6 separate regions of the Mus musculus genome follow, and regions 2, 3, 4, 5 and 6 are each linked to region 1. The links are chromatin contacts, called in public Hi-C, HiChIP or PLAC-seq and promoter capture Hi-C maps. All regions are on one chromosome and are shown on one strand. The core of a region is the stretch at or near the end of the contact, and the rest is flanking DNA. Distances in the headings are between cores, read along the strand shown. Region 1 holds the start of Ctu1 (cytosolic thiouridylase subunit 1). Region 2 holds the start of Kcnc3 (potassium voltage gated channel, Shaw-related subfamily, member 3). Region 3 holds the start of Clec11a (C-type lectin domain family 11, member a). Region 4 has its middle 3.5 kb from the start of Gm18905. Region 5 holds the start of 2410002F23Rik (RIKEN cDNA 2410002F23 gene). Region 6 holds the start of Klk1 (kallikrein 1).

Region 1 (4,232 bases), core at 954-3,453:
AGAAGCCCTGAGGTCTAGGACCACTCTGGTCACTCATCCTGTGTGGGGCTCAAAATTCAAAGTCCAGTCTTGACTTGTTCTCCAAAGGTCCCTAGTCCATCCTCAGAACTCATGCTCAGATCCCCTAAAAGGATACAGCCAATCCTTCTGTGGCCTCAGATGCCAGACACTTCCCACCTACTCCATGGCCAGGGCTGCAGTAGAATTCTAGTAACTCGTCAGGAGTGGTAACGCACGCCTTTAATCCCAGCACTTGGGAGGCAGAGGCAGGCGGATTTCTGAGCTCAAGGCCAGCCTGGTCTACAAAGTGAGCTCCAGGACAGCCAGGGCTATACAGAGAAACCCTGCCTCGAAAAACCAAAAAAAAAAAAAAAAAAAGAATTCTAGTAAATCGCTGTATCTAGGGTAAACTTTAGAATGAAATGGTTGTCTTTCAGTGTACCAAGAATAGACATCAAAATGAATTGTTCTCTAGAAGTACTTTGACCTTGAAGACGTCATCGCAGAAGACGTAGATCATTTTCTATTGTCTATGAAGTTGTTTTCTGAAGGAGCTTTAGGGCCTTGGCATGACTTGGTACAAGACAGTCCTGATACATATGCGATGTCTTGCATTATTGAGTACAGCAAACAGTCCACAAGAGGGACCAAAGTTTCAGGGGTGTGATGTTTCCTTTGATGAGGAGTTTTGGTTTGAGAAACTTTTTAACCCCCCCCCCCAAAAAAAACAACTTTTGTGAAGAAAAAAAAAGACTACCTCCACCTAAATCTTCACATATTATTTAACTATGCAACCTAATTCTTATTTTATTTTAAAAGTTTTTCTGCTGCCCAGAAGTACCTGTCCTAAAGGAGACACAACCTAAAGTAAACGCTAAATAAAAAGAAAGAGCCTGACGTTCAGTTCATTGAGGCTGGACCTCCTTGCTGCCTTGGAGCCCGATTACATTCTAAGGTGACCCTCATTGTTTGATTATCCTGCACAACTCAGAACACTGGCACAGCCTGCTTGTCTGGGTCACTGGTCTCTGCCTTGGCCTCCCCTCCTTCACGACAATTTGCATATAACAACCTGCAGATCCAGCCCAGTTACCTTTTTGACAGGTCCGTGAATGATGCTTGGGAGGCCCCGTGGCTCCTTTCCAGAATGCTCTCAAGTATCCCAGGAACACTCCTTTCCTCTGGCCCAAAGAGTTCTTTCTGATCACTGAACCCAGCAAGCAGCCCTCAAGACTCCCCTAACTCTCCTGGCTGAGCACTGCCCCTTGAACTATCCTCCTCAGCCTTTGTTTCTCCCCTTCCTCTCGCCCGGATTAGGTTCACACCAGTCTCTCCTCACTTCTCCTCACGCCCTGCCCAGCAAGCCCTAGAATCATCAGGCTCAGAGGTGCCTCCAGGCTTGACCTCCTAACGACCCACTTAGGATCCTTGCAGGGCACCTTTCAAGTGCTCCCCAAATCTGTCCCTTCTGCCTGGCTTATCTGTCTCCTGAGAGTGCCCACCACCTTCTACCCCCGCATTTATGCAGAATGGCGTGTAAATACACTCTCTGTTCTCAGTCATCTAATCCTGTGAGGGGGTTGCTATTGTAAGGAGTAGCTTACAGACACACGCAGAAACAGAAAAGGGGGATACCACATCAGTAGTAGCCCTGAGATCATGGAGGGAACCTGGTTGATAGATATATCAGTAGTCTTTAGCTGACGGAGCGAACAGGGCTTATGCTAATTAAGTAAGTATCTGGGATGATGGGGGAAAGAATTGTGTACAGACTGGCGGCAAACCCCCGAGGTAATAACAGGCGTGGTGGTGCACGCCTTTAATCCCAACACTCAAGAGGAAGTGGCAGTTGAATTTCTGCAAGTTCCAGGCTAGCCTGATCTACAAAACAAATTTCAGGGGTGCCTCCGGGTGGCCAACTCTCCTAAAGGGCAGAAGAGGCGTCACCAGAACATATTTAACAGGGGCAAGAGAAGGCAGATGATCTGTTACCACCAAATGAACAAAGCGGCCTGGCAAGAGACCAGACTAGGAGATCCTGGCCAGAACGCGAGTTGACAATCATAAAAGCGAGTGCCAAATCTCTAGAAAGACCTTCAGCTCTCCCGTGGCACCATGGCCCCAAGCCCGTAGGAACCGGAGGAAGAGGAACACTAACCTGAGTGGAACGAGCTGAGTACTCTGCCTGCCACGCGGAAGCCTGGAGCGGAAAAATGCCCTGGGACTACAATTCCCATAAGGCCTTGAACTGCTTTGCCTACGACTTCCAGAATGCAACAGCTCCAGACGCGGGCCTGTAACTCTACAGCAGCTTGGACTCCAATTCCCAGAAACACTTGAGAGTACAGCTTTCCTTCTGCCAAATGCCTCCCCACGGGCCGACTCTGTAGGGCGCACACCAGGGCCTGGGAACCGAGCCCAGAATCCTGATGTTGTCCGGCAACGCGAGGTCACCAGAAGGGAAGTTGAAATCAGAAGTGGTTGAAATCAGAATGGCTGCAGTATAATTTCCTAGTTTTGTGGACTATCATATACTTCTGCTACTTGCTTGCTTCTCAGTCTCTGTTACTGTTTCCCCCTCCCTCTTCTCTGTGTCTCTCTCCCTTGCTCTCTCTTTCTTTGATTCTCTCCCCAGGATCTTACCATGTAGCCTAGGCTGTCCTGGAGGAACTAGCCATATAGACCAGGCTGGCCTTGAACTCAGAGACCCACCTGCATCTGCCTCCAGAGTGCTAAGATAAAAGGTGTATGCAATCTTGCCCCTTTCTGTCTTCCTTCCTTCCTTCCTTCCTTCCTTCCTTCCTTCCTTCCTTCCTTCCTTCCTTCCTTTCTCACAAAGGTGGAAGGAGTCCAGATGACACACAGCTATGTAAGCTATTGTAATACACATCAGTAAATTGTCGTCTTGTACTGTTTAAGGTCACCGGGAACCTGGCGTCCCAGCCCGACTTTAGACCCAAGCATTTTGTCTTAAAGCGTTCTCCAAGACCGCTTCCTCAGTCACCAGCCGGCTTCCTGGTCCTGTGAGAAAGTGAAAGAGAACAGCCAAATAAAGTGGAAACGCTACTTCCTTAAGAACAGGAGAGTAAGTTCTTAGAAGAAAAATAGTGTATCCTTGAACACAGATAGGATGGGACCCATTCCCAGAGACCTCTGCTACTTCTCATCCCATAGGACATCTGTGGTGGGAATGGTTAGTTGGGAGTCTGTCTTCCTGGGATCCTCTTCTTCAGCCTCCTGCAGACTGTGTGTGGTTCCCAGCTTCCCCAGTCTGTTTCTACTGGATGTTTGTTTCATGTCTGACCTGGTGCCCCATTATCTTTCTGCAGTTTGCTGTTTATGCACTTGAAATGAAAAGCATTCCTACTGTGGATCATTCTCCAGTTTCAGACAGCTTTCTACCGACGAACCACACTCCAGCCCCTCACTAGGGGATTCTAGGTAGGGACTCGATTATTGAGCCACTTACTACCCAGGAACTTACTGGGAAATTCTAGGCAGGGGTTTTAACACTGTGCCACACCCTAGCCTCTCATTAGGGGATTCTAAGTGGATGCTCTATTACTAAGCTAGGTATATTCCCAGCACCTCATTGGAGAAACTCTAGGCAGAGGTTTTAATAGTGAGCCATGCCCCAACTCCTCAGTATTGGTATTAGGTAAGCACTCTAATACTGAGCTATAGCCCCAGAATGCACCACTTCTATGCTTTTTAAATTTAAACAGGGTCTCGCCATGTGGCCAGTGCAGTCCTCAAACTTATAATCCTTTGCCTCGGTCCTCCAAGTAGCTGGAATTACGGCCCTGAGCTACCAGCCTGGGTTCAGCTCCGTGGTTCTCAACCTTCTTAATTTTGCAACTCTTTCACACAGTTCCTCATGTTGTGGTGACCCCAGTCATAAAATTATTTTTGTTGCAACCTCATAATTGTAATTTTGCTGCTCTTATGACTCATAATGTGTGTATCTGTGTTTTCCAATGGTCTTAAGCAACTCCTGTGACCCCAAAAGGGTCACAGCCTACAGCATGAGAACTGCTGACCTAGGCTATGGGAATAGTGCTTCAGCACCACAGATAGAGCGAGCTTAGATAGATAGAGCGAGCTTAGATAGAGCAAGCTTAGAGCGAGCCCACTTGTCTGGCCTGTCTACTCTGTCCTGTGGTCCTTATGTGCCAAGCCCCTCTTCATCAGCATCCCAGACAAATTGATTCCAGCTAAGTAAGGGAAGAAGG
Region 2 (4,232 bases), core at 1,143-3,642, 920 kb before region 1:
GAATGCGGCACTGCGGCTCAGCGTCCTTCCTGGCCCAGGACGCAGCACGGTGGGGGGCGGGGGCGAGTGGAGAATGGCTCTCCCGTTACCCACTTTTGCTAATGCCCCCTCTTTTCCTGAACTCACCCCCAAGCTATTCCCACATACCTCGTTCCAGGGTCTCTTGGCCCAAAGGAAGTTTCAGGAAGGGGCGGGGGGAGAAAAGAAACTATGACCAGAGCTATCAAGAGAGTCTTCATGAGGCCTGGGAAGTTACTGAGGCTTATAAACTTCCAGGAGAGCTCTTTGAGGGACTCTGGGGTTTCTAAGAAAGGAGAGGGTGGAGAAGAGAGGAGGACCGCGGAGGGTTCTGGGTTTACACCAGGGGAAGCAAACAGAAGAGTGATGGTAGGGGGTGTGGGGAAGTGGGGGTGAGAGGGTGAGGGGAGCAAGGCTGGGAGAGGAGAACCTTGCGGGTTGAGCTATCCCAGGAGGGGCTGGGGTGAGAATTGAGAAATTTCTGGGTTGATGACTTGGATTTGAGGTGACACAAACTTCTGAAAGTCACTTGGCAGAATGAGAAAGTAACCGGGGAAGGAGGGATGGAAATGAAATTAATCCCGGAGACACAGGGCAGGTGTGCAGTTGGAGGGAAGGATATACGAACTGTGAGCAATTCGGTGGGAGGGGGGGGAACGACACACATACTGGGGGTACTGGAGAGGATAAGTATAACATAGGGCTCTTTTGGAGACACAGGAGTGGAACCTGCTGGACTCGAGGGAGGAAGTCCTTTGAAGGAGGCTGGTAAAGACGGTGAAGGATTTAAGGGTTTAGAAAGGAAGACGCCACCCCCAGCACACACTCAGCTAGATTGTGGGAAACTGTCCTGACTAGGACCAGTAGTTTGGAGGTTCAGAAGGCTCTGAGGGTTCCTTGGGGGGCGGAGATCTTCTAGAACTTTTGAGAGCTAAGAGCAGAAGATCACAAACAGCCAGGAGGCCCAAAGTTGAGAGAAAAACAGATCTAGGAGTTGGGCCCAGGGAGAATGAGGGAGGGCTCCAAGGAGGGAGAGATGGAGATGGAACTTCAGAGGGTCTGGAGATGGGTGGGACCTGGGACACTGAGGATCGGGAATAAGAAAATGGCTTTGGAGTGTTCAAGGGACAGTGGGAGAAGTTTTGAAGAGGCTGAGGCCATTCTGGGGACCTGCCAAAGGTCTCAGAAGGTGTGTGAGAAAGGTGGGGTAGGACTGTCAGGGAAATCCAGCTAGGAAGCTGTTCCCCAGGATCTATGATGACTAGGAGCAGCAGCGAGTTGGGGTTTAGAAGGTCCCAGGGACGCTTAAGTTTTCGGGAGGTGTCCTTGGAAGGGTGGTCTAAAGAGAGGGGTGTGTTTGCAGGGGTGCAGGGAACTCCAGCTGCAAGGAGGAAGGGCTTCCAGAGAACTGGAGGGCTCAAGAGGAGGAGGGACACTGGGATGGAGTGCTCCGGAAACAGAGCGGTTGGGATAATTAGGAGTGCTCGGAGAGCGCGCTCACCCTGGCAGCCCGCGACGAGTAGGGGTCCTCAAAAAGCGCCCACACACGGGGCTGCCAGCGCCGCCACCAGGTGCCGCCCGCGCCGCCCGCGCCCCCGGCAGGTCCTCCGGCACCTCCGCCCGCGTCCTGAAAACACAGACGCTTGAGCTCGCCGCCTGCCCCGTCCAGGCCGCCGCCTCCTGCGCCCGCCTCGTCGTCCAGTCCCGCATCGTGCGCGCCTCCGGCGTTGGCGTTGGCGTTGGCCGAGGAGTCCGGGGCCTCGAAAGAGTCCAGTGCCTCCTCAGCGTCACGGTGCTGGCGATAGGTCATCCAGCAGCAGGCCTCCACGTCCGTCTCGTCTATGCCCCAGAAGCCCAGCTCCTCCTCGAAGAGCGGCCCGCACACGTCGGCCGGGCAGTGCAGTTTGCCGGTGCGGTAGTAGTTGAGCACGTAGGCGAAGACGCCCGGGTGACGGTCGAAGAAGAACTCGTCCGTGCCCGGGTCGTAGTCAAAGCGCGCGGCCGCCTCGGGCTCGGTCAGCCCGGCCAGTCTGGTCCCTGGCAGGGTGCGCAACGTGGAGCGGTACGTCTCATGGCGCACGCCGCCCACGTTGATCACGATCTTACCGCTGTCGCCGCCGCCGCCGCCGTGCCGCCCCATGGCCACCGCCGGCAGCCCGGGGCATGGCTCGGCACGCCGGCCCCCAGGCCCGCAGGAAAGCGGGGCACCCGCCGGGGAGGCGGCAGTGCCGGGCTGAGAGCACTGCTGCTGCTGCGGCGGCGGCAGAGGCGGCGGTGAGGACTCAGGCGGCTGCGGCGTTGGCACCGGCTGAGGCTGCTGCTTGCCGGTCCCCTGGCGCCCGCGGAACGACCAGACGCACACTGAACTGAGCATTGGACAGGGAGGCGGGGCTGGGAGGGGGCAGGGTCTCGGGGGCGGGGCCCGGGTAGAGAGGCAGACGTGATTGGACAGGAGGAGGCGATGAATGGATGGGAGGGTGTGATTGGGCAGGTGGAGGGAGGGCACGAGCTGATTGGGCTGAGCGACTGGGCGGGGCCACGGCTAGGCAGACTCCGACCCAGCCTAGCTAGAGGAGGTGGGGTTGCACAGAAAGCTCAGGGATTGGATCCTACCTAGGAGAGGGCGGGGCGTCAAGGGGACCCTAAAAATGCCTAACTCAGCAGCACAGCGAAAATGGAGACCTCAGAGCCAGGTATGGGAAAGAGCCAGGTACCGTGAAGGAAGGGGGATCAGGCGTTCAAGGTCATGCTACAAAGTGAGATAGAGGCCAGCCTGGGCTGCATGAGACTCTGCCTCGAAAAAAAAAGGCCTATCAATTCTGGTGGGGGTAGGGGTGAGGAACGGGTTGGGGGGTGGTGGGTGGGGGGAAAGAAGTCACAACAAGAGAAGCTGACAAAAAGAAAACAAATTGCCTAGAGCCCGGGCAGGCGGGACCTGCACTGAAAAGGCAAATGAACGGGAAAGTAGGAGTAATTGGATGCAGCGAGCCCAAGAGATTATTAACAATCCTTATTGGGCCGCGACAATGAGGGGGGAGGGTCTCAACTGGGGTGAGGGCGGTACAAGGGAACTAGAGGTGGAGTTGGAACTTGATTAAATAAAAAAACTCACAGGAGACAGTCGAAGCGGAAGATACTGGGACGCTATGGTAAAGGAAGGAAGGCGAGGCCTGGGAGCCTCTGGATGAAAGCTGGGGAGGGGCGGAGGCTGCAAGTTGTGGAGTTGAGGGAGGTCTTAGGTTCGCTGTCCTCCTGCTTCAACATTAGCATCCCAAGTAGCTGAGATGACAGATGAGCACCACCATGTCCAACTGGATGTTGCAAATTTGGACTTCGTTAGACGGGGTTAGACCTGGGCGAAGAGGATCCGGACGAATGGGAGACACAGGCAGATGGACAGGGTCTATATCTTATATGAAACACCTTCAATAGTCCAGAGGAAGATGCGACTAGTAAGTGGATGGCAAAGTGGGGCGCTAAAAATGAGCATTTAGAGAGCCAGAAGCCTCCAGGCTGGTGGGATGGAGTTCTGGAAATGAGATGCCTGTTAGGGGAAGGACACTCATTGCTGGGCACGGGGCTGGGGGTGGGCTGGAATAGAGAGATTCATTGGTAGAGACCCCGGAGGATGGTCCACTACGTCTTAGGGAAGGGGCAAAAGTTGCCAGCTGGTGGAAGAAAGGGGATGAAGCGTAGACAACAAAGAGTGCAGACAGAAGGGCCAAGAGATGGGTAAAGGAGTGGGGACCAGGCATGCAGGAAAGAGCGCCACCGGGAGCACGGACAACAGCCTCTCAGCCACGAGGTCAGACGGGACCATTGGGAAGGGGCGGGGTTATGGAGGGAAAAGTGAGAAGCCAGAGGAAAGACCTCACACCTCCGAGCGGGTAGGCCCCGCCCTCTGGGCGGTCTTAGGCGCAGGGCCGGCAGTGCGCGAGTGCAGTGGCTGCGGCGGGGGCTGCAGCGGGAGGAGGCGCCTGCGGGAACGAAGAGGGCGGGTCACGGGCTGCGGCGGTCGCTGGCTCCTCGCCTTCCTCTGCAGGCTTTACGCGGGTTCGTATTCCCGTCTCCAGACCCGTTCCCGCTAATGTGTGTTTGTCACCTTTCTCCGCTGTCTCTGTCCTCCTACCTGTCCCCACCACTCTACGTATCCGGTTTCTCTTTTCTAAATCTGTTTCTCCATGTCTCTATATGTGGATCTCTCCTTTCTCCTT
Region 3 (4,232 bases), core at 867-3,366, 630 kb before region 1:
CAGAGGAAGGCAGATTCATTCAGCATATTTCAGCCCTCTTCAGCCATGACTTCCACTTTGCCCAGCAGCGTCCCCAGGGCCACTAGGGAACACCAGCTCCTACAGAGGGTTGTTCTAGATAGTTTCTGAGTTTGTCTTCAGCTGCAGCTTCTCTGGGGCATCCTGGGATAAACTGGAGTTGGTACCCAGCTTAGAGAGGCCCTCATCTTGATGCACCCACCCAGGTGCCGAGCAGCTGCGCCCATGGAGAACAGCTGCTGGTGCTGGTACATACACTGAGCGGCTATGAGGCATTCTGCAGTTTACAAAGCCCCTCTGCATTATATGGAGGTCTCCAGCTTCCGAAGAGAGACCTCCGTGCTACAGATGAGCATCCGAGAGGCTCCGAGAATCAGTTGGCTGCCCAAGGTCACTCTGCCCTCTGCGTACTAGGCTTTCTTGAAAACTGGTGTGTTCCTTTACAAGGCCCCTCATGGGACTCACAGCAGCTGAGGGCAGATGTGAGGTACCTGCTTGGAGCCAGCAGCCTTGGTACATGATGCCACACCTGTGACCTCCATACGGCTGCCATGTCTCCTCTCTGAGCTTCTTTGCTTTTTCCTTGCAAACCCTGGGCCCCTAGATCTTTGGCTCATGAATTGGCAGGACCTGCGGGACTAAAGCTCTGCAGGACTCATGAGCCTGGCATGGTGTGGGTAAGGCATGGCCATCTACTCTCCTGGCATTGGAACCTTCCACTGCCCTCAGCGCCTGCACTCAGGCAGACACCTTGAGAACTCCGGTGCAACCTAAACACAAAAGTCTGATTTTTAAGGCCTTTTACCAAGCTGCTGTAACATTGGTCTTATTCATCAGTTTAACTGAGTACCAACTAGGTGCTAGGAAGTCCTGCTTTGATTTGGGGATACAGAAGTAGCCCCAAAATCTATGCCTTGGTCTGCAAGAGACAGATGTAAATAAACAAGCCCATACTGGTTGGACCATACCTAGAAGAAAAGGGGGCATTTTGAGAAAGCATCTCACATGGTGGGCAGAGCTGAGGCTTCAGTAATGAGAAAGAGCTGAGGGAAGAGTTTGCAGAAGGAGGAAAAGGCTAGGAAGGACAGAGTGGTGATGGAGGGTGAGGGGAGATGAGGTGAGACTGCAGAAAAAACGGTTCTCTCCCAGGCCCCAGCCCTGCAGGCTGCACTGAGGACCGAGGAGACCGCGGTTTGGCTTCTCTCCTGCTTCTGATGGGAAGGTGAGGAGGCAGGGGCGTGGGGAGTAATGTGATCTGATTTATGGTTTGGAAGGATTGCTCTGGCTGCGGCAGGCAAGCAGCCCAGATTGGAGGGGCTCTGTAGAAGGAGGGAGAGTAAGGGGAGGCCACTGCAGTGGTCTAGGCTGGGATAAGGCAGCTTGCAGAGGGTTCTCTACTCACGGCCAGTGCTTGGTTAGTATACATACTGGAGATACCTGCTCTGACTGTCAACCCTTCTCCTCCCTTGATGGGGGAACCACTGGGCTCACTACCACCCCTCCCACCCCAGCATCAACCTGCTCAGGGCCTGGCCTGCAGGAGAATCTTGTAGTTACACCTTTTAAGCAGCACACATGCATGCTGTTCACACATATCCCCACAAGCAGGCACCACATACAAGGGCTGGTAGGGCCAGGACAGGCCATCTGGGTAGAGGATGGGAGAGCCCCGGAGCCTGAGAATGTTAGAAGAGTCCCCTTCATTAGGCTGTGTGGTCAGCGGTGACCACAGGATAATAGCAACCTTAGCATACTCTCTGCAGTGTGCCCCCTCCTCAGGAATGGCCAAGACAGAGAGAAGTGAACAGTCCAAAGCTGGCATCCTATCATAGCCTGCTTTGTTCTGAGAAGACTCCTGGACCAAGGCTGAGGCCTACCAGTACCAAGGATGCCCTGGAAAACTTTCCCCATCTTCCTTTTATCCATATAAGTGCTTGTACTTGCAAAAGGGAGGAAAGAGGGCAGAAGCAGAGGTCTGGAAAGTGGCAAGGGGTGGGTGTGGGTAGACCCAAGGCGGGATCAGGCTTTGGAACGTTGGAGGTTTCCGGCCACAGAGGCAGAGCCTCCTGGAAGCCAATAGGGGCGGGGAGACTCACCAAGAGAAGCTGAGGAGATCAAAAGTTGAGACAGAGCAGATCAGGAGGGAAGGCAGAAGAGAAAGCCTGGCAGAAAGAAGGTCCAAGGGGCTTGTGAGCTGCCCACCAGACTGGGACACTTGCTAGGTCTATACAGCAGTCCTACCCCTGGCATTCTGACCTCTCTACTATTTGGGTGCTGGGAAGCCCAGCTGGATGCAGGCAGCCTGGCTCTTGGGGGCCCTAGTGGTCCCTCAGCTTTTGAGTTTTGGTCATGGAGCCCGAGGTCCTGGGAGGGAGTGGGAGGGAGGCTGGGGAGGTGCCCTGGAGGAGGAGAGAGAGCGGGAGTCACAGATGTTGAAGGTGAGTGTTGGAGGGGCACTGTGGGCTTGAGATGAAGTGTTCAGATGGGTAAAGAAAAGTAAGGGGGTTTAGATGGAACAATGGGTTCAGAAAAGAGCTGAGAGGGTAGGCGGGAAGGAAACTGACATGCATTCTCTGACCCAGAATCTCCAGGAGGCCCTAGGGCTGCCCACTGGGGTGGGAAATGAGGATAATCTTGCTGAAAACCCTGAAGACAAAGAGGTCTGGGAGACCACAGAGACTCAAGGGGAAGAAGAGGAAGAGGAAATCACCACAGCACCTTCTTCTAGTCCCAACCCTTTCCCCAGCCCTTCTCCCACACCAGAGGACACTGTCACTTACATCTGTGAGTATTCAGAAGCCAGGGTGGCCTGTCTGTCAAGCACTGACCCAACTCGGAGGCCAGACACATCAAAGGGGCCCAAGGTCCCCAGATGTGTCTGCCTGTCAAGAGTTTAACCCACTGAACTTCATAGACATGGTCACACATCCCACAGATCGCCTCATCCAATCCGCTTTTGGGAGTCTGAGGGCCGTGCCCTCCATGTCCTTAGAGCCCTTAATTGTGCCTCTAGTTGTGCCTTCTGTCTTTTCACAGTGGGCCGCTTGGCCAGCCTCGATGCAGGCCTACACCAATTGCACGTCCGTCTGCACGTTTTGGACACCCGTGTGGTTGAGCTGACCCAGGGGCTGCGGCAGCTGCGGGATGCTGCGAGTGACACCCGCGACTCAGTGCAAGCCCTGAAGGAGGTCCAGGACCGTGCTGAGCAGGAGCACGGCCGCTTGGAGGGTGAGTCTCAGCAGCACAAAGAGGGCCTAGGTGGGAGGAGGAGACCCATGGAGGTCTGAAGACCTGGAGAAAACGGGTATCAGGATACCAGAGGGTCCACATAGAACTGGGAGGTGCTGGCACATCTAGAGATGGATTGTGAGGTGGGTGAGACTTTTCTTGCTCCAACCTGTGCCACACCCTGAAAGCCCCACCCATAGTCTGGAACCGCCTACACCCTGGCCACGCCCCCGAAGGCCCTGGCTCCACTTCACTAACACACTACTGCTCTAACGAGGCTCCCCTTGGCCCCACCCTTTTCAACCCTCCAAAGCATTGGCCCTGCCCCTGACAGCCTGGCCAGGCCTCACTGGTCACAGAAGTTCTAATCCCTCCTACTATCCACGCCTCCTCTGTCCTCAGCGCTTTGGCTCCTCCTGATGGTTTTCCACCCCTGAAGGGTTTGTCTCCTTTTAACCACGCCCCCAGCACTCCCGTCTTGGCTTCACTGGTCACCGCGGTTCTAACTTTGACTCCGCCTCTTTTTAGCCCCCGTCGCTATAAAACCGCCCCCTGCAGTCCTGGCTCTGCTTCATTGGTTTCCGGGCCTTAGCTCTTTGGCCCCGCCTTCAGTAAGCCTGCCACCACCTCATTGGCCATCCTTCTTATGACCCTCCTTCACCTGGCCCCGTCCTCCACCCCAGGCACCGCTCGACGGCTCAGGCTCCTCCCTCTACCTACCGGACCCGCCCTCTCTCCCCTCCTGCAACCTTGGTTCCACCTCATTGATCACCTAAAGGCCTAGCTTTGGCCTCGCCCCCTCCTACCCGCAACGTTCTGACTCCGCCTCACCCTACACACAGGCTGCCTGAAGGGCCTGCGCCTTGGCCACAAGTGCTTCCTGCTCTCGCGAGACTTCGAGACCCAGGCGGCGGCGCAGGCGCGGTGCAAGGCGCGAGGTGGGAGCTTAGCACAGCCTGCGGACCGCCAGCAAATGGATGCGCTAA
Region 4 (4,232 bases), core at 580-3,079, 600 kb before region 1:
CATTTTCTTCAGTGGTATAGCCACTTACAAGTTTCACAGACTCCTGTGAGCAATCCCAGTTAAACCCATTAGGTCACACACAAAAAGACATGGCCACAGAAGCTGTGGGTTGGTCAGAGTTCTCTAGAGGAGCAGAGTTGACAGAGCGAGTACACATGGGAAGGGCTGACTAGACTGACTTTCATGATGCAGCCTGGACAGACCAACAATAGCTGTCTTCACAATGAAGAGACTTGAGGACCAGTGGCTGTTCAATCCACGAGGCTGGGGTGCCTCGAGATTTCCAATCTGATGCTAAAGGCCTTGAGGATACTGGGTGAGCCACTGGTCTTCAGTCCACATTGGAAGACAGAAGAGACTGAGCTCTGAGATCAGGAAAGGGTGACATAGGCGGCGGCGGCGGCAGCAGCAGCAGCAGCAGCAGCAGCAGCAGCAGCAGCAGCAGCAGCATTGATGAACTTAACGTTGTCAGGGAGACACAAAGGCATTAACCACAGGGGACTATTGTGTAGATTGAAAACCTTCATCTTGGAGGCCAGCTCCTTAATCTAGAAAGTAATAAGCAACTCACAGGCTTCAGAAAGTCCCTGAAATTGAGCAGACTCACTAGGCTCCTCCCTCTTCACGCATACATAAGTAGAAAGGACTGCTAAGGGTCACTCTCAGACCAACTGAACTGTCTGGGAAAGACAACCTCTAACCTATTGAGCTGTCTGCAGGCTGTGCAGTGTGCTCTAGGGTCCCATCTTATGTGAGTTGTCATCCATGCTAGGATGGGCTTTTGTCAAAGTCGGCTATCGGAGTCATTTCTGCTTCTGTAAGTAACCCCAATAAAACTCACTGGTTCACCAAGATGGACTTTGGTGGCATCTGTTCTTTGTTCTGTGGTCAGTTCTCTATTCATGGTGAGAAAATGTTTATGTCTTCCCAGGAATAATGTCACACGACTGACTAGGTGGGGGAAGGAAGGGATTCAGTAGGTATGGGAAGGGACAAGATGAGGGACAAGGGGGATGAGTATGATTAAACATTACGCTATAAACATGGAAGAATGTGCCATAACGAAACCCACTATTGTGCACAATTAATACCTGCTAATTGAAAAACTTAAACAAAAAGTGAAACAAATGAAGAAGAACCAGAAAAAAATTGAACAAGATAAGAAGACCTGCCATTACAAGGAATTTCTTGAAGCTCCTGAAAGCCTGCGTAAGTGTGGATCATAAACCATTTATCTGCCAGATCTCCAGCCCCATCTCCTGAGAATAAGGCTTTCCTCTGAATAACCATAATATCACTCCCAGTGTCTACACCAGGAGGCTCACTGCCTCCTTCAACTCCAGCTTCAGGTGTTCTGACGCCCTCTTCTGACCTCTGTGGGTACTGCACTCAGTACCTCCCATCCAGACAGATATGCACTGCAAGTAAATAAAAAATAAAAGGAAAGAAGGAAGGAAGGGAGGGAGGGAGGGAGGGAGGGAGGGAGGGAGGGAGGAAGGAAGGAAGGAAGGAAGGAAGGAAGAGGGGCTGGAGAGAAAAGGCAGTTTAGTGGCTAAAAGTTACTGGCTGCTTTTCCAGAGGACTCCAGTTTGACCCCAGGCCCCCACAAGACAGCTTACAACCATTTGTAACTCCAATTCCAGGGCCACTCAACACCCTCTTCTTGCTCCTGAGGGCATGGTGTGCACAGACAGACACACCTGCAGGCAATGTAAGTGCTAACAGCTCTGAGGGGGAAAGGTATCCTGGCAGCCAGGAGCCAAGGAATACCACAGAGTCACACCATACAACAAACCTCATACAAGGTGAAGGCAGGCTTTATGTAGGGCTTCCAGGGGTGGGGCTTTCCAGGGTGGCCTGGGATAGGATAGGGCTTGTCTTCCTGCATCTCTACGGGCTGGGTCCGCCTGCTAGAGTATTCTCGGGGGGGGGGGGGGGGGGGCAGAGTCTGGTTGTTGGGTGTCCTTAGGTGTGGGGCCTGGCCACTTGTATGCCTCAAGGGTCTTACACAGGCAAAACACCATGCTAGTTTTAAAAATTTACACATAAAAGTAAATCTTTGTCTTTGAAAGAAAGAGAGCTCTAACCTCCTTGGACACTGCAGAACGCCCTTTCAAAGAATTCCTGTGCTCTAGGGACAGACAAACAGAAGCCACAATTCACTCAGAAACATCAGCGTCAGACTCCGAGGAAGGTCTGTACATTTAAATTTCAGCTACAAGGAGAAAACAAGGTCAAAAAGGAAATTAGCAAACGGTTCGAGAAGCAAGAAAAGGAATTACAAAATAAACGCGAAGGAGGGAGCAGAGACCTGCAGAGAAGATGGCTTCTTGGTAGGAGCGGTTCTCTCTTTTCCCATAGTCCCCATGGTTTTCATTCCTACCCTCTTGGTTCCTACCACCCCCTCAGTTCCCACTCTTCCCACCCACTCAGTTCCCATTGCCCCACTCCTCCAGTTCCCACTGTTCTCACTCCTCCAGTTCCCACTGTTCTCACTCCTCCAGTTCCCACTGTTCCCACTCCTCCAGTTCCCACTGTTTCTACTCTCTCATTTCCCACTGTTCCCATTCCTCCAGTTCCCAGTGCCCCACTCCTCCAGTTCCCACTGTTCCCACTCCTCCAGTTCCCACTGTTCCCACTCCCTCAGTTCCTACTGTTCCCACTCCATCAGTTCCCACTGTTCCCACTCCCTCAGTTCCCACTGTTCCCACTCCCTCAGTTCCCAATGTTCCCACTCCTCCAGTTCCCACTGTTACCACCCCCTCAGTTCCCACTGTTCCCACTCCCTCAGTTCCCACTGTTCCCACCCCTTCAGTTCCCACTGTTCCCACCCCCTCAGTTCCCACTGTTCCCACCCCCTCAGTTCCCACTGTTCCCACTGTTCCCACCTCCTCAGTTCCCACTGTTCCCACTCCCTCAGTTTCCATGGAGTAGCCACCCCAGTCAGTCTTCATCCAAGACTGACTTCTTCGGGAAGGGAGCGTGGGATCCTGAGCAGGCTTTCTGATGATGTCCTAGCCTCTGTGGTTGCAGATGTCACTGGGACCTCCCTGGTGACAGTGGGTTGTCCTCTGTGCAGAGGACTGGAACATCTCTAAAGAGCGCCCCCTAGAAGATGACTGAAGTAGAAACTTAAGGATCCTTTGGAAAGTCAGTTGTATTGGATGGTGTTTTGCTGGGGCAAACATGTGAAGGAACATTTACTGAGGCAGACACAGGAGAAAGGATGTTCTGCTCAAGCAAGCACATGAAAGGACAGGTAATGAAGGAGTCTTTGCTAAGGACACACATGTATGGGTCCACCTTACAATGCATAGTTGAGCTCCATTTGTTGGGACTCTGTAGAGAGAACCACGCCAAAAACTTCTGATGTATGTTAGTGACTTCTTCCTGCTTCTGTGGACTCGGGCCATTTGGCAGAGTGATGTCAACTGAGACAGACTCATGTGCTGGTCCCTCCTGCTGACTCTGCTCGGTCATGCCACTGCTGCTGATTTGTGTTTGCTCTCCTGACTCTCCTGCTGGACTGCTGGTGTTCCTGTGAAGATTTTTGTGAGTGGACAGAGCTGCCACTGCTGACCTGTGAACAAAACTGCCGGTTCTCTGATAACACAGATGGGATTTGCTCCAATGAACCATTTCTAAGCAGGTCCGCTTCCCTGTATCCTTTCTTTCCCACTACCTCTGGAGGGTGGTGGGCTAGAAGGGAGGTTAAAGCGTTTAGGAACCATCACTAAAAATAGATGTTGAAAAAAGTTAAAGTTACATAGGACTCCTTGGTCAGATGCTCGGTCGCCTTAAATCTCAGGTCCCAGGCAGACATCTGTATGCATGCAAGCCTGCTGGAATGAGCATCCTTGTCACAGATGACGATATTTCGCTCAGAGTGATTAAGCCACTTACTGAAGGTCACACAGCAAAGAAAAATGGAGTCAGGGCTCCATGGGTGTGACTTGATTAATACATCGAATTAAATACATAGGCACCTGTCAGGTAAATGGGTGGACAAGTGGGGGAGCAATATCTTAGGGGTGGTTCTAATATTTAAAAGGGAGGGCCTAACAACTAGAAGAGCTGCTAATATCTTAGGAAGGGGTCAATACTCCCAGAGAGGGGCTGATTCACCACCCAAAGGGCTTAGCTTTATGGAGGGCCCGTCACAGTATTGGAAAGCCTGTGTCTTTATTCTTCACTCTTTCCTTTTTCAGCAAGCACTAACCTAGCTAGCACAC
Region 5 (4,232 bases), core at 1,150-3,649, 570 kb before region 1:
CCTTGGACCCTATAGTTGTTGGTTGATTAAATCCAAATTATAGAAAGTAACTCCTCTCCAGCTCTCTGTACCTTTTCAGTTCACATCTTTGCCCAGTCCAGAGACTCCGTGTGTTCAGTGCTATGCAGAGTGCTTTGTTATTAGCCCAAGCCCAGTATGGTCAGATAGAAAACATCTTAAGGTCAACAGCAGAGCCATTGTTTTCCCTGTTCCCAACACCTAAGAAACAAGGAGATATTCTCCTAGAGCTGAGAACGTGTTCTTTTTTAGATAACACACATGCCTGTCTTCTGATAAATCTTGTTATTTTAATAATAGAACCTATGTAAATTCAAGGTTCTTTAAAAAATAAAAAGTATCTTTTTTTTGGGGGGTACAAATTATTTGCTAGGCCCTAAACGATGCTCAAAGCTACATTGTCTTCAGTCCACAAATCCAGTGGGCAGGCGCTAATGCCGATATTTTGTTCTCTACTGAGTTTGAAAATTTGGTCCTTTCTGTACCTTACCCAGTCCTTACCCTTAGAAGACAGAAAATACTGCCACCCTCTCTATGTAACTGCAGAGGACTTAGGTGCCTGCCCTTGATGTGTCTGTTCCATTCAGCACCCAGGTTTATTGAGGTGGTTTACTGACTGGTATGGAGTTATGAACAGCAGGTCTGGGATCTTTACCTACACCTGACTGATCCCATTTAAGTTAAGAGTTTTAATATGTAATACCCTATAATTGCGGGTTCATTAAATCCAACTTATAGAGAGTAACTGAAAAGGAAGGTACACTATTTATTTTAGGTGTGGACAGATTAAAAAGTAAAGGCTCTTACCACAGTAAGATGATGATGGATGGCTACGTGGCTTCAAGATACACCTGTAATACCGAAAGGACTTGGTGAGGGTTATGTGTGGGGCCAGCCCACAGGTACAGAACATCAAATTTAGAGGTCCTCAGATCTCCAGGTGTCAAAGGTCCTGGAGGGGCACTGTGTCCTCAAGGGTGTTTGGAGCCCAGTGCTAAACATCACAGGAGCCTCAGGCCTTCTGCAATGTCAAGGCTACTTGCCTTCAGGGATGGTGGCCAAGCTAACACAATAGAAAAGATTGACAAACACAAAATCCACTAGAGGCTCCAAGTTCCCCAGTCCAGTAGGTCCATAGAGATTCCCTATGGACATGATGTTCTGTCTTGGTTCGTAACCTTGAAAAACACAACCTGCAAAGACACACATCCTTCTGAGGAGCCTGGTGGGAGAACTATGGGGGTTCTACAGAGCAAAATGCAAACAAGCAAAACCCTGCTGAGATTTTATATATATAATATAGGCTTATATACATATATATATTTATATAAATAAATAAATAAATAAATGGAAGGCCCAGTGACTTACTCAGCGAGATTTGAACCACCCTGTGAAAGCTGTCTGGGAGATGATTTAGCAAGGAACACAAAGAGAACAGTAGGATTCCCAAGAGGAAAGAGTTTAATCAAGTGTGATAATGGCACTGACCAGTAAGTAGGCAGAAAAAGATTGGTTTACAGGCAAAGGTGTGGTTAAAATATTTTGGGAGAAATATGTAATTTACTTGAGTAGCTGAACCGAAAATGCTTGTACCATCAGGCCCTACAAGACCATCCTGTAGCCATTGTATTAGTATTCTTGCAGGTGAACAAAGGCCTGGCTCCCTTCCTCCTCGTCTACTCCTACCTGCTGCTCCGAAGCAATCCAGTCCTCCACGTGCACTCACTTCCGCCTTGGTAACTCCGTATCGTGTATCTGCCCCTACACCCCATCCTCCTCCAGCCCTCATGTGTTCTAGGTTGCACAAAATTGCCAAAATCCCACACGGGGGAGGGGCAGTGGTAGAGATTTCCTACGGAGAGAACCTGCAGGTAGCACGGGGCTGTCACTGGGAGGAAAGATTCTATGTCACACACCCCCCTCCCTGTCGCCTAAAAAAAAAAAAAAAACCGGGAAGATGGCGGACAAGACCCGCGACGTGAGCAGCAGAAATGGCGTAGCCCGGCTAAGGCAAGACAAAGGAAGGCCTGGCCCGGCATCCCAAGCTCCACAAACCTGGCGAAAGGCATTGTCCCGAAAGTACCCGCATCCGCCCCTTCGAGAGAAACCCTGGTTCCAGCCCGAGCACGCCCGCGGCCCCAAGCAGCGCCCTTGAGCCCGTCCGCGCGACAGGTACACCCGTGACCAGGCCACGGACACCTCGGGACACGTGCTTCCCAGGGTGCAAAGCAGCACCACCGACTGGAAGGTACCGAGGCCAACACCGTGGAAAAACTCACCGGGACAGACCTCACCTCACACGCGATCGCCACAGGCGCGCGCCACCGCCGCGTGTCCCCATTTATAGCGCGCGCTGCCCGTCAGCCCCACCCATCGCGCTCGCAAGGCCCCGCCTCCAGCGGCTCTTGGGCCCCGCCCTGAGGTAGCCCACACTTACGCCTGAGCCGGGGATCCTGCTTTCACGGTGGCAGAAAGAATAAACGTCTGTTGCCCTTAGGACATTCCTGATCAGGTGATAAGGTACGTTGTTCCCAAAGAGGATGAAGAGAATGAAGAACATATCTGAAAGGTTCTTCCGTTACTTCCGTCAGGCAGCTCTTAGACAGCTCCCAAGGAGAGGGCGGGACGAGAAAGCCCCCCATGGGGTGGGGGTTTGGCCAGAACCGGAAATCCCCCGACTTGCCAGCGCGGCAGGCTAGCTCGTTTTTGCTGCAGAAGCTGGGGTCCGCTAAAAGGGCCCACCCGGCAGTAGTCGCAGCTGCGGCGCGGGAGGCAGGACCAGCACACACTGGCAGACTTTTAGGGAACCATGGGTGTGGTGTAGTTAGAGGGCTGGGTTCTGTGATGTGCGGGCCCGGAGCGGGGACGCTAGGGCGGAAAGGAGGGGAATTCCCTGTGCCAGAAAGAGGGCAGGTTGGGGTCTGGACCCCTGGGTGTGAGGGAGGGTGGGTGGTGTCTGGACCCTTGTGTATGAGGGCGTGAGGCTGGAGGGCTGCACTACTGGGTTTGAATCTGGAGGCTGAGATAAGGACTGCTGGGTCTGAGGAAGGAGGCGGAGGGCTGGAACCCCTAGGTCTTGGGGGATAAGGGTCAGGGTTCTGAATACTTGGATGAGCTCGAAGTGGGTCCTCAACCACAGAAGTCATAGAACATTTTTTTTTTAAAAGTCTGCACCTCATACCAGTTCTCTCTTTCTTCATTTTGCCCTCCAAATAGTCTATGTTACACTCTTCAAGCTCTAGATTCCTTAATGTGACCTGAGTATTCTTTGTTTAGCTGGCCCTCTGCTCATTAGGGCTCTTTCTCATTCCGCTGGGGAGACTGGCCTGGGAACCTAGTGGTCTGAAGTAAAGGGAAAGATTCTTCTCTTAGGTAAACGAGTTTCCATTATTGCTGCTGGCTCACACCAGAGGAAAGTCAATAGTTTGATGAGACAAGGCCTCTCTCTCTAGAACAGGCTGGCCTTGAGCTCAGAAAGCTCCCTGTCTGCTTCTGTGCTTGGCTCCCGTTACCACATTGATGGTTAATATGGTCAACTTCTCCAAATCTGGTATTACCTAGGAAAGAAGCCTTGGAGCATACCTTGTGGAGAGTTATCTAGGTTAGCTTAGCCGCTGACCATGCACAGGTTATCTTAGTTGGGTTAGTTGACCTGGGAAGGCACACCCACTATTGGGGAACCATGGGCTGCATAAATGGAGAAAGCTGAGCACCAGTGTAAATGTCCCTCTGACTGCAGATGCAGTGTGACCAGCAGCCTCCTCAAGCTCCTGCCTCCTTGACCCTCACCTTACCTCTCCATGTGATGAACTGCACTTTGAACTGTGAACCTGTCCCCTTACGTGGCGTTTATCAGGGTGTTTTATCATAGCAACAGAAAAATAAGACACCTTTCTCTTTCCCCATAGCATGGACCCCCTTACCTTCATCTATGGGCACATACATTGCATCTGTCTGCACAGTATTGACACTGTTTATTTGATTACTTGTAGATCTAGTATAAGACAGAGTTGTTACTCTGTTTAAAAATGGACGCATTTGCTTGGGGAATGTGGCTCAGTTGGTAGAGTGCCTGTCCAACATGAAGGAAGCGCTGGGTTCATCCCTAACATTAGACCAGGCATGCTTGTGTCCACCTAGAATGCCAGCAAGAGACTGAGAACTTAGATTCCATCTTGGCTACATAGTGAGTTCCAGACCAACCTGAAATACAT
Region 6 (4,232 bases), core at 681-3,180, 550 kb before region 1:
GACAGGGCAACCAGAGAGAGACAGACAAAGAGAGGAAGAGTGAGAGAGACAGAGAGACCGAGAGAGGTGGGATTTCACTTCATTCTTGAACCAATGAGAGTGAATTCAGAGGCCTTGAGGCTTTGGCATTAGAGTCTGCAAGTCTTGAGAAGAGTCAGGGGCTGGGCTGGGTTTTGGGAATTCTGGAAAGGGTGAGGTCTCAGAAAATTGGATTTGAATGAATAAATGAAACCAGAAAGGGAGCTTGGGGTTAATTTGGGGTTTCTCGGATTGGGCATGAAGTGGCCAGCTGGGATGGGAGAAAATGAGGGTGTCCAGATCAAAGGGGCAGGGTTAAGACTAGGGCGTGGGCTCCTGTTAGGGTCTGTGGTGGAGATAACATCTAAGAGGGGTGGGGGCTCCCTAAGGAGTTTGAGATGAGACAAGCAGTGAGAGAAGGAAATTCTGGGTGTCTGTGACAGACAGGATCTGCTTCCTGTGGAGGTGGGCAAGTGATCTGGGTATTGCAGAGGCTCAGGGTTCTCTTGGAGGCAGCCTCTGGACAGGAGTAGAAAAGGAGTTAAAGCAAGTCAGGCCGCTGTGAGCAGAGGAAGACACACTGATGTGAGGTACTAGGGTTAGGCATTGGGGTCTTTGGGGTGTTCTGCACAGAGTGGGAACTAGAGCTGTGCTATGGGGCTCTGATGAGAAAGCACAGGAGCCTGTGGTGCAGGGAGTGCGGCATGAGGGGGAAGAGGAGGCCAAGGCATAGCATTTGGAAAAAGAGGAAATCTTGGCAAGCTATGCATAGCTGCACTTCTCTGTAATCCCAGCACACAGCAGGTTGAGGCAGAGGGATTGCCATGGACTGGAGACAAGCCTGGGCTACATCATGAGACACAAACTCAGAACTTATTCCCAAGACCTTGGCAGGAGATGGCTTGGTTGCTACAGGAATGGCCGTGTAAGTATTAAGACCGGAGAAGAACCTTCCAAACCCCAGGGAAAAAGTCAGGTGTGATGCTGTGCACCTGTAACCCCAGAGCTGGGGAGGTGGAAACAGGAGGATTCCCCCGAGGCTTGCTGGACAGCCATCTTAGCCTAACAGGAACTCTCTATACAGTGAGAGACCCAGTCTCAGGTGGCGAGTGATTGGTTAAGATACTTAATATCCACATCTGGCGTCTGCTACCTGACTCCTCTTACAAAACCCAGACTAAACCAAAAAAGCCATTGAGAAGGGACATGGACATTTTCCCCACACCAGAAAGCAGGGGGCAGGGGGGACCATCTTATGTCACAAGCCAATTTGAGAAGTGAAAGTTTTGGTAGAAACTGAGCAACTTGGGATGATGGGGGACCAGTTGTCAGCATGTGGACAACACAGCTGAAGGCTGGCAGCTGCTGCAACTGCCTAAGGTGCTATTGGGGGATTTAGACAAGCCTCTGATTCAAGGTTTGGGCTATGAGGCTCTAGGAAAAGCAATGAACTTGAGCGACATCTGAGGTCCTAAGGTTGGTAAGAGGTTGGGTTCCTTAGAAAGACTGGAGAAGCTCAGAAATGATCAGGTGTCTAAGGAAGAGGAGAAAGTTCTGGAAAATGGGAAGGAACAGGGGCCTTTCCTGGGAAAAAGGAATGTGAGGGACCTGGCAGTGTACAGGGCAGAGAAGGAGGAGCAGGTACTCATGATGTAGCTGGGGTGAGGGGCAAGGGGGAAAGGGATGTCTAGGGCCAAAGGCAGCAGGAGAGTCAGGGCTCTGTTCCCTCCCCCTTCCCTTATCTCACCAATCCCTCCTAGGGACAGGGCTAGGAACAGGATCAGGAACCTCATGGTAACAGGAGTCCAGGAGCTGCAGGCAGTGATCTTGGAGCTGTAGAGGCTCCTGGGGAGCCTTTAAAAACCCTCATTCTCCCCCACAGCCCCACCCCTGCCGTGTTGGCAGCCAGATGTTGGCCAAAGCCCTGCCCTTCCTGACAGAGTTGTACTCCCTTCTCCCACCCTCATGGCTGTGGGAGGGGAGGGCCCTGTTGCACCTGCTCTCCTGTGGGCCCTAGGTCACCTTGGATACCTTCCCAGGTCTGAGATTGGGTGGGGCAGGTCCTGTTGCTCCTGGAGCTGTTAGTGTTATGGTGACCTAAGGCAGATGGCAAGGTCAGGGGCAATGGTGAAGGGGTGTGAAAGGAAGGTGGAGGAGCCAGTGACCCCCAATCCACTGCTCTAAACAAGGTCATATACCTCTAGTCCAAGGTTACCCTAGAAACCAGCAGTTAGTAGAAATTCTTTGCCGTTGATAGCCACAAGGGCTGCAGGCTCTCTGCAGATATAAATACTTTTTTTTTGAGAATGCCAAAATTATTACCTTTTTGGACTTGGAACTCTGGGTTACTGATTTTATTGTTTCATGAGAGGTTTGAGAGCTGGGTGTAGTGGTGCAAATCTTCAGTACCAACACTTTGAAGCCAGAGGCAGGTTTATCTGTGTGATTTTAGGCTCTAGTATTCTATGATGTAGACCAACCTAGTCTACATAGTGACTTTCAAGACAGCAGGGTAATATATAGTGCTGTTTCCAAATAACCAATAAAATAAAATGAATGAAAGTTATGGTGCACATTACCATGGTCCATTGACACTTTGATTCAAGAATAAGAGAATTCAGGTTATTCTACAGTGGAGTGTCACCCACCCTGAACAGTGTTGGGATAACAATGACTATTTTCTTCCTCATTTCCAAGATCCTGAGCTATATTTTGAGGTTAGCTCATCCCAGCTTATTTGAGACCCTTTCTCAAGAAACAGCAACCAGAAAATGTCACTTCCCCCCAGGAGCCTCATTAAGGGTTCAGCTTGGCAGCTGCATATTTTGGTGCACACCTTTGATCCCAAAACTTAGGAGGCTGGGGCTGGTGGATCTTGGTGAGGTCCAGGTTAGACTGTGCACATAGTGTACTCAGGCCAGTGAAACAACACAGGGTCTCAAACTTTAAAACATCAAGAAGTCAGCATGCGTTCTGGTACAGAGAAGGGGAAATACCCAGCCTTTGACACCTACTTACTGTTGCAGGTTTCAGACCCATCCCCTCTCGTTGAGCATCTAGACTATTTTAGCTCTCATGGCAGTTAGCACATTTGACCTGGGTGTATTCCTGTGTGCCCTGTAAGCTCCAAGAAGACCAGGCTAGCCCTAATCCAGGGTAAATGAGGAGCTGGTGATCAATTGGCCACCTAATTCTCCTGTGAGTCCTAGGCCTCTGTGCCCAAGTTCTTCTGAAAACTACACTGTTCTTTGCTCTAAAGGACAAGAGAGGAAGCACGCATTCATCCACTTGTGAGTTCTTTCAAACCCTGGATCATTTATGTGTGTGGTCAAGCATACATAATCATGCTGGAGTTTGATAGGTGTACTGCATCAGAAGCAGCCAGTGCATGGGAACTGAAAGAGTAGAAGTGGTGCTGGAGATTAGCTACAAACAGCATCCACAGGGAACAGGTTGTACATGAGAGGGGGGAAAAGGAAAGGAGGAAAAGGATGAAGGTTTGTATGCATCGAGAGAGAGTGAAGAAAACATCCAGGTCCCCAGAACTTTCTCCCTCCCCAGCTGACTTGCTCTCTTCCTGGGAGGAGGACCGCAAGTTGGTCCTACCTGGCTGGTCCCTCACCTTCATCTTCCTGGCAACTTTGTTGGTGTTCAGCATGGTGGATGGGTAGATGATCTATATGCATGGTCCGTAAACTGGTTTCATCGGCCTCTGGATTGACTGCAGGAGGCATAAGTGTGCCAATGTGGGACAATTCACTGGTCAGTGTATACATAGACTGGGGGGTCCTTGTACTGGGTGGTAGAGGTGATTGTGGGGTAGGGCCAGTGGCACTCTCCCAGGAGTCTCTTTGGGAGTGTAGGTTAAAGCTCACAGTGTCCATTATTGTTGGTGGTAACTCTATGAGTGGCTGTAGAGTTATTTTTGAATTTCTAAGTAGTGATTTTGGTAATAGAGGTGATATTTTTTTCTTTTTTGTTTTTGTTTTTTTGTGGGGGAGGGTGTTGCTGAAGGCAGAACCCAGAGCCTTACACACACAGGCCACAGGGTCTCTATCACTAAGCCACACCCCCAGAAGAACCTCATTGGAGGATTGTAGGCAGGTGCTCTACCTCTGAACCATTTCCTGCCCCTCCTTGTGGGATGGATTCTAGACAGGTGCTGAGGTATATTCCATTCCTCTGCCTTGTTTGTGACAGGTCTATGTAGCCCA

What was found. Promoter capture Hi-C pulls out the DNA fragments that hold promoters and counts their contacts. A called contact is a pair of places that touch in the nucleus more often than the background predicts. HiChIP or PLAC-seq counts read pairs in DNA pulled down with a chosen protein or histone mark.
Region 2: a contact with region 1 is called in a promoter capture Hi-C map of embryonic stem cells, with 2.2 times the contacts expected there. The contact joins the promoter of Kcnc3 here to the promoter of Ctu1 in region 1. A contact is called at or near these places in 2 of 39 promoter capture datasets (embryonic stem cells and pre-B cells), 1 of 484 Hi-C or Micro-C datasets (muscle stem cells) and 1 of 115 datasets of contacts at active chromatin or transcription factors (stem cell-derived neural progenitor cells).
Region 3: a contact with region 1 is called in a Hi-C map of uterus, with 4 times the contacts expected there. The contact joins the promoter of Clec11a here to the promoter of Ctu1 in region 1. A contact is called at or near these places in 1 of 39 promoter capture datasets (embryonic stem cells), 2 of 484 Hi-C or Micro-C datasets (muscle stem cells and uterus), 1 of 115 datasets of contacts at active chromatin or transcription factors (embryonic stem cells) and 1 of 9 other capture datasets (embryonic stem cells).
Region 4: a contact with region 1 is called in an H3K27ac HiChIP or PLAC-seq map of embryonic stem cells, with 6 read pairs. The contact joins the enhancer-like site here to the promoter of Ctu1 in region 1. A contact is called at or near these places in 6 of 39 promoter capture datasets (the C10 cell line, embryonic stem cells, hippocampal neurons and 2 more), 8 of 484 Hi-C or Micro-C datasets (B cells, the HL-1 cell line, cerebral cortex and 1 more), 6 of 115 datasets of contacts at active chromatin or transcription factors (double positive thymocytes, embryonic stem cells and stem cell-derived neural progenitor cells) and 3 of 9 other capture datasets (adipose tissue, embryonic stem cells and liver).
Region 5: a promoter capture Hi-C map of embryonic stem cells shows a contact between it and region 1, with 3 times the contacts expected there. The contact joins the promoter of 2410002F23Rik here to the promoter of Ctu1 in region 1. A contact is called at or near these places in 5 of 39 promoter capture datasets (embryonic stem cells, hippocampal neurons, neural stem cells and 1 more), 8 of 484 Hi-C or Micro-C datasets (CD8 T cells, cortical neurons, embryonic stem cells and 4 more), 8 of 115 datasets of contacts at active chromatin or transcription factors (astrocytes, embryonic stem cells, extraembryonic endoderm stem cells and 2 more) and 1 of 9 other capture datasets (embryonic stem cells).
Region 6: an H3K27ac HiChIP or PLAC-seq map of embryonic stem cells shows a contact between it and region 1, with 8 read pairs. The contact joins the promoter of Klk1 here to the promoter of Ctu1 in region 1. A contact is called at or near these places in 5 of 39 promoter capture datasets (embryonic stem cells, frontonasal cranial neural crest, hippocampal neurons and 2 more), 1 of 484 Hi-C or Micro-C datasets (embryonic stem cells), 1 of 115 datasets of contacts at active chromatin or transcription factors (embryonic stem cells) and 1 of 9 other capture datasets (embryonic stem cells).

The regions. Positions count from the first base shown.
Region 1 is chr7:43,670,002-43,674,233 of GRCm38.p6, reverse strand. It overlaps Ctu1 (cytosolic thiouridylase subunit 1), which reads right to left and starts at 2,203. Exons shown (of 3, transcript NM_145582.1): 1 at 2,159-2,203. It also overlaps a transcript of Siglece not described here.
Region 2 is chr7:44,589,046-44,593,277 of GRCm38.p6, reverse strand. It overlaps Kcnc3 (potassium voltage gated channel, Shaw-related subfamily, member 3), which reads right to left and starts at 2,392. Exons shown (of 4, transcript NM_008422.2): 1 at 1,520-2,392. The coding sequence starts at 2,392.
Region 3 is chr7:44,304,843-44,309,074 of GRCm38.p6, reverse strand. It overlaps Clec11a (C-type lectin domain family 11, member a), which reads left to right and starts at 2,116. Exons shown (of 4, transcript NM_009131.3): 1 at 2,116-2,456; 2 at 2,601-2,802; 3 at 3,055-3,246; 4 at 4,089-4,232. The coding sequence starts at 2,310. It also overlaps a transcript of Shank1 not described here.
Region 4 is chr7:44,274,563-44,278,794 of GRCm38.p6, reverse strand. No RefSeq gene overlaps it. Among named protein-coding and RNA genes, the nearest start is that of Gm18905, 3.5 kb to the right of the region's middle. Within about 2 kb of position 1,829, at least 3 of the 459 cell types and tissues checked have an H3K27ac peak or open chromatin away from gene starts, as enhancers often do. A contact at or near this core is called in embryonic stem cells, where this site is marked.
Region 5 is chr7:44,244,889-44,249,120 of GRCm38.p6, reverse strand. 2410002F23Rik (RIKEN cDNA 2410002F23 gene) reads right to left here and starts at 2,399. Exons shown (of 6, transcript NM_025880.4): 1 at 2,298-2,399; 2 at 826-869. It overlaps LOC115486841 (a small nucleolar RNA gene), which reads right to left and starts at 1,031; the gene lies at 941-1,031.
Region 6 is chr7:44,223,058-44,227,289 of GRCm38.p6, reverse strand. It overlaps Klk1 (kallikrein 1), which reads right to left and starts at 1,930. Exons shown (of 5, transcript NM_010639.8): 1 at 1,766-1,930. The coding sequence starts at 1,811. It also overlaps Gm10109.